Regions from separate parts of the Callithrix jacchus genome. Here region 2 is linked to region 1. The links are chromatin contacts, called in public Hi-C maps. All regions are on one chromosome and are shown on one strand. The core of a region is the stretch at or near the end of the contact, and the rest is flanking DNA. Distances in the headings are between cores, read along the strand shown. Region 1 holds the start of IHH (Indian hedgehog signaling molecule). Region 2 overlaps NHEJ1 (non-homologous end joining factor 1).

Region 1 (2,900 bases), core at 257-2,756:
GTTGCAGTGAGCCAAGATCGTGCCACTCCAGCCTGGCGACAGATCGAGACTCTGTCTCATACATACATACATACATAAAACTGATCCAGAGAGTGTGAGTAAATCTGTGAACAGCTGCTTCAGCCCCAAACCCAGGAGGAGCTGTGTGGCTTTGTCCGGCACAGAGGGACCCATGCACCTGCAGAGGCGAAAACGGGCTGGGCCAGAGCCATGGGCTTCAATCCCTGCTTCCCAGCCATGTGCATGTTGCTTATCTCCTCTGAACTTCAATATCTTCATTTGTAAAATGTGCACAGTAATAGCTCCTTTGGCCATTGTGAGTTTAAATTAGATAATGCAAGTAGAACACTTAGTATAATAGTATCTAGTAACTCCCATGTTCAGGAATGTAAGTACAATAAAATGATACCTATTCTATTAATAGAATTGGAGTGAGAATTTTTAAGCCTTTTTATGTCTCATCTTTTCATTTCTACCTTTATTGGATTTGTAGAACATACTACAGTCAAATCATGTAGTTTAGTGGTGTGGTGGTGATGTTGTTTGTTTGCTTTTAACACACTTGCTTTTACTTGTTTTGGCACAAGGGATCCTAATTCATTCAGCTTTCCTGAATGTTATATTGAAACACATAACACTTGTTCACGTCCCTAGTTGCTTCTACATATTCTCTGCTCTTTTAAATGTGTAATGTAGAGTACTTATTACACAAGTAATTATTTAGCAGTTCTGGTGGCTTTGCACGATTTGGGCATTCATGGCAAGCCTCCCTTACTGAGATCTTTGCTGCCCCTTTTTAATATGGTCAGTCTGGGTTCCTTGGTATTCTGCTTGATGCCACCATTTTAGCTACTCTTCTCTATATTGACCTACCCCTTTGCAACTTCTTATTGTTGGTTTTAGCAGTGTTTCCAACTTAAAACCCCTATTTGACTCCCCACCCCCAGTTTGACACCGACAGGCAGGCTGTGGGATGTGCACCGGGTTGATACAGAACCCAGCTCCACCAAGCAGAGAGGGCGCGTCGCCTGGCCAGGGTGGGGACCAGGTTATGAGCGGCCTCCTGCCTTTTGGGTTGGCTTCCCCGCAGGGGACACCGTAGGCGGCTGTGCGGTCCGGCCACTGCCCCCCGCCCCTCGCGTCCGGCCGCGCCGTGGGTTGCGGTCTCCGTGGGGGTGGCAGGTCCTGTCCGGGAGGTTTGAGCCTGGCGGGGCACCCCAGAGCCGCGAGGAGCCGGTAGGCGAGGCCAGGGCGGGGTGCGGCGCGTCCAGGCGGGGAGGGCAAACTCGGGCAGCGCAGGGGGCGCAGAGGGCAGCAGGCGGGCGGATGCGCGGCGGAGGCGCGAGCGGGACGAGGGCTGGCTAGTGCCGGGGCCGCCCGCCCGAGGGGGAGGAGGCTGTGCTGCCCTTGCTGCAGGTTCGCTGTTGAGCGCACAGGAGGCAGGGACATGGGTAGGGTGCGGTCTGCGCGGGGCCCGAGCCCGGATCTCTTCCATTTCCCCTCTCACTCGGCCCCGGGCTGCGCCGCAGACGGCAGCAGCTCCCGCTCTGCCCGAGCCGCGTGACCGCCGGGCCGGGGTGCTAACCGCGGGGCCCTGCAGCCCGCCGGCCCGGCCAGCCCAGCCCAGCCCGGCGGCCCGCAGCCCCGCCACCCGCCGCCCCCCGCCGCCGCCGCGTTGCCAAAACAAACGGGCCGGCCTATTTATTGGCGGCCGGCAAGCCCGGCAGCTCAGAGTCGAGGCGCCGAGGGGGACAGCGCGCCGCCACCAGCTCGGGCCCCGGGCCCCCGCCCCGCACTTGAGTCCCGCCGGCCCTGGCCGCACCGCGCCGCCCATGGCGCCCCCCCTTGGAGCCCCCCGGAGCCACCCGTACGCCTGAGCCCCCGCAGAGCTCCCGTCGACGCGCCTACGCATCAGCCCACCAGGAGCCCTCGCCCGCCGCTCCCCCGGGCTCCCCGGCCATGTCTCTCGCCCGGCTCCGGCCCCGACTGCGCTTCTGCCTGCTCCTGCTGCTGCTGCTGGTGGTGCCGGCGGCATGGGGCTGCGGGCCGGGCCGGGTGGTGGGCAGCCGCCGACGACCGCCGCGCAAACTCGTGCCGCTCGCCTACAAGCAGTTCAGCCCCAACGTGCCCGAGAAGACCCTGGGGGCCAGCGGGCGCTATGAAGGCAAGATCGCGCGCAGCTCCGAGCGCTTCAAGGAGCTCACCCCCAATTACAATCCAGACATCATCTTCAAGGACGAAGAGAATACAGGCGCCGACCGCCTCATGACCCAGGTGAGCGCGATCCACCCTACCAGCGCGCCGCCGCCGAAGCACCGCCACCTGCCCGGCCCTACCCGCCCCCTGGCACCTTTTCTCAACTGCCTGGCACGCCCCCTGGCACCTGCCCTTCTCGCCAAGCCCCGCGGCCTCCTGCCCAAAATGGGCTGGCCAGGGGTCCGGGCAGGAGTGTCGGCCCCCAAGCCCGGCGGAGACTGCTGGAAGAGCTCCGCGCTGCCAAGCCCCAGAGCCCAGCAGGTTGGCGGCTGCTGCTCTGCCCCAGAGTAGTGGCAGCTCAGCCAGACGCGGCACCCGGAGGTACGCCTACCCGGCTGCCTCCTGCGCCTCTGGGACCCACGGAGTCCCTCCCTGCCTAACCTTCTGCACAGCTGTGCCCCTTTCCTTTTGAAACCTTTCGGCACCCCTGACGCAGACTCTCTGGGTGCGTAGGGCACCACGGCCTTTCCTCCCTTTGCGCTCTTGGTTCTGCGCGCTACCCACTCCAGGAGCAGCGTCCCAGCTGGGTCTGGGACTAAGAACAGCGAGGAAGAGTTGAATGGGGAGGCGGAGGTGGGAAAGGGAACCCGCCCAGCGAGCCCACGTGTCTGTTTGGAGAGCTGAGGGGTGCTACTGCGGTGGAA
Region 2 (3,283 bases), core at 610-3,109, 52 kb before region 1:
ACTTCGGGTTGCTAGAGATCAGCTTTCAGGGAAGTAGTATTGATGAGTCCTTTCTCCTCCCTCATATCTGGACCTTTTGCAACCCGAGTATAGCTTTTCGGGCCTGTTTCAGCAGGCTGGTCTCCCTGTTATCTTGCAACAGGAGAAGGTTCTAGGTGTGTGCCCTTAGGAGACTTTTAACAAGTTCAAGGCAAGGTCAAACTCTCCTTTCTGGCCCCTGACTTTGTTTCTGGAGAGACTGTAGTTTCTTGGCCAGTTTGGAGTGTAAAAGTGCAGTTTAGCTGGGATAGAATTAATAATAATGATGATTTATATATGTGTGATATTTATGATTGGTCCTAGTCTTTGTGAATTAGGACAATATTTTTGTATTCTTATCCCTATTTTTATAGATGAGGAAACTGGGGGTCCTTGAGTTTCCAGAGGTAACATAGCAAGTAAGCAACAGAGCCAAAACTCAAACCAGGTCAGTTTAAATTGTTCCATTCGGTTACTTAAATTGGTCACCTGGTCTTCTGCCTTATGACTCTTGCTTTGACCAAGGGCCAGGGTTCAAAAGGATAAGCTCCCCAATGCTCTCGCCATTTAGTTACAATCTCTATTATACTTCTCATTCCTTTTAGCAATTTTTTTCTCTCTGAAGCTTTCTTTTTCCTCTCTATTCCTATTTCTCTGACCCCCACTTTCAGAGACTACCTTATTTGCTTTCCTAGAAATTCCCCTTTTAAGGCTTTTGGGAACTTTGACCTACCAATAGTAAGTACATTTAAGAGAGTGTTTAAAATGTCTCCTGCCCCTCTCATTCATCCCCCACCCCTAAAATGTGGCCTCGCCCCATCCTGCCATGATGCTGGCCAAGCGCGTGGGGCAGCTGTGGTCAGTCCCATTTATAAAGCTGGTAAATATGGGACCGGTTTCTGTCCCCTCCAAAGGTCAATATTTGTACAGAGTTTAATTTTAACTTAACAAGCAGTTGTTTTCTGCAGCTGCCCTGGTGTGTTGTGTTGTGTGTGCTTTCCTTTCCCCTTCCTTCCCACTGACTGTATGCGTCTCTGTGTGTGTGTGTGTATGTGTCTGCGTTCACACATTCACACTGTAGACTTAGTTCTGGTCTTCAGAACCTGCAGCTCACTGGCTTGGCCACACTGGCTTATGAAAGACATTTGGGGCTTAAGGGATCTAGATAAGGGCAGTAGGCCTAGCGTGTGGGATAACTAGACTTTTTCTAGGGGTCAGGGGACAGAGAACACTGTTTAGTATTCTATAATGCTAATATCATCACCCTATCTTCCCCTTGCCGGGGAGTTTCTAGGGTGCAGGATTTGAGAGGTGGTCCCCTTTTTTAAAAGCTATACCATAGCCCTACTTTGCCTTTTAAGGAGTGTTTACCCCTTATCCAAGAAACCTGGATTCTAATTTTGTCATTTGTCTTTTGAGTAAATGAGGAGAATGGGTGAGATGAATCTGACTTCCGCCTTTTAGTAGTCTGTGCTTTTATGAATAATAGAACATTGGAATGGGTATCAAGAGCAAATTCTATTTCAGTTCTAAAATCATCTTTAAAATGATTTTCCCCCCTCTGGTCCTTAGTTAAGGAGTATGACCTTTGTTCCTTACAAGGATTTTGTCAGGATGGATGATATTTTATTTAAAGGAACTTTGAGCTGTTTCAGTAAAGAGAAATACTTTAACACTAAGCTCATCTTATCTACTCATGTCCCTTTTCACCGAGCTATTTAAGTGCTTTCTGCTTGTGAGCATGTCCCGGGCTTGGACAGTTCAGTCCAACATGCAGTCAGCCCAGACTCCTCAGAGCCAAAGGATCTGAAATGGAGGAGGAGCACTGTGATGAACAGTAGCATATGGACTCCAGCCGTGCCGGCCACCTTCCTGTTCCTTGAACATCTGAGACCGGTGCCCCACCTCAGGACCTTCTCACTTGCTGTTCCCTCTGCTAAGAATGGTCTTTCCCAGTTATCTGCGTGATTAATTCCTTCACTTCCTTCAGGTCTTTTTTCAAGTGCTACCTTCTAATTGAGGACTTCCCGGCCACCCCATCTAAAATTTCAGCCCCACCTCCACCCCCACCCCACCAGCACTTCAGCACTTTCTGTCTCTGTCCCTGCTGTATTTTTCCCCATAGCACTTGTCATAACCCAGTATACCATAGATTCTACTTTTTTTCTTTTTCTTTTTCTTTTAGACAGGGTCTCACTCTGTTGCTCAGACTGGAGTACAGTGGTGCAATCACAGCTCACTGCAGCCTCGATCTCCTGGCATTCAAGTGATCCTCTCACCTTAGCCTCGAGAGTAGTTGGGACTACAGGTGCACCTTACCATGCCTGGCTAATTTTTGTATTTTTTTGATAGAGACGGGGTTTTTCCACATTGCCTAGGCTGGTTTCGAATTTCTGGGCTCAAGCAATCCTCTTGCCTTGGCATCCCAAAGTGCTGGGATTACAGGGTGCAGTGGGTACCCCCTAGATTCTACTTTTTAACTACGTTGATTTTACCCCTGTGAAGACATAAATTCTCAATGAGGACAGGGATTTTTGTCTGTGTGTTCATTGCTATCTCTCCAGTGTCAGTAGAACAATGCTTGGCACATGTAAGCTCTCAAAATGTATTTGCTGAATACATGGAAGGAAGGAAGGGAGGGAAGGAAAAGTAGGCTCTTTAAGCTCATGATTCTTCATAGGGGGTACATACCCAATAGGGGAGATGGTTAGAATTATTTAGAAGCCTTTTCAAACTATACCCTTACTAAAAAATTTTTTGATTTTTTTGCACATATCAAAAAACTACCCCAAGATAGTTAAAAATTATTGTGTAATATACCATTGTTACTGAGGAAAATCTGTGGTATGCCTCTTGTGTGTTAGGTGGAAAAAAAAGTTGAGAACCACTGTCTTAGGCAGTCTGACAGGGCCTGTTTCCTCCCAGCCTATGAATTGCCAGCAGTCCTGAGGTCTAGGAGGAGATCTGATGTTTTCTCTCCTTTCTCACCTTTCCGTACCTCATATATGGGTTCTGTACCAACCCATGCCTCCTTGCCCCTCCCCTTTCCTTTATTCTCTGCCAGACACCAGCCCGCCTCCAGCACACAGAGTCTGCCTGCATTGTGAATGGTTGTAGTTGAGACACAGAGAGCCCTTGATGCAGCAAGCGCTTCTTGTGACATCAGCTCTGTGGCTTTAGGGGGAAGGCTGTGGCTCCGGGTCCCCAAGGGAGGGGGCTGTTTTTCTCTTCTTGATCCTTCACGTTGGTGCCCGTCTGACTTATA

What was found. A called contact is a pair of places that touch in the nucleus more often than the background predicts.
Region 2: a Hi-C map of induced pluripotent stem cells shows a contact between it and region 1, with 2.2 times the contacts expected there. The contact joins the enhancer-like site here to the promoter of IHH in region 1. A contact is called at or near these places in 3 of 3 Hi-C or Micro-C datasets (induced pluripotent stem cells and skeletal muscle).

Annotation. Positions count from the first base shown.
Region 1 is chr6:140,797,946-140,800,845 of calJac240_pri, reverse strand. It overlaps IHH (Indian hedgehog signaling molecule), which reads left to right and starts at 1,506. Exons shown (of 3, transcript XM_002749801.7): 1 at 1,506-2,274. The coding sequence starts at 1,960.
Region 2 is chr6:140,849,762-140,853,044 of calJac240_pri, reverse strand. All of the region lies in intron 5 of NHEJ1 (non-homologous end joining factor 1), which reads left to right. Among named protein-coding and RNA genes, the nearest start is that of IHH, 52 kb to the right of the region's middle. Within about 2 kb of position 1,859, at least 3 of the 16 cell types and tissues checked have an H3K27ac peak or open chromatin away from gene starts, as enhancers often do.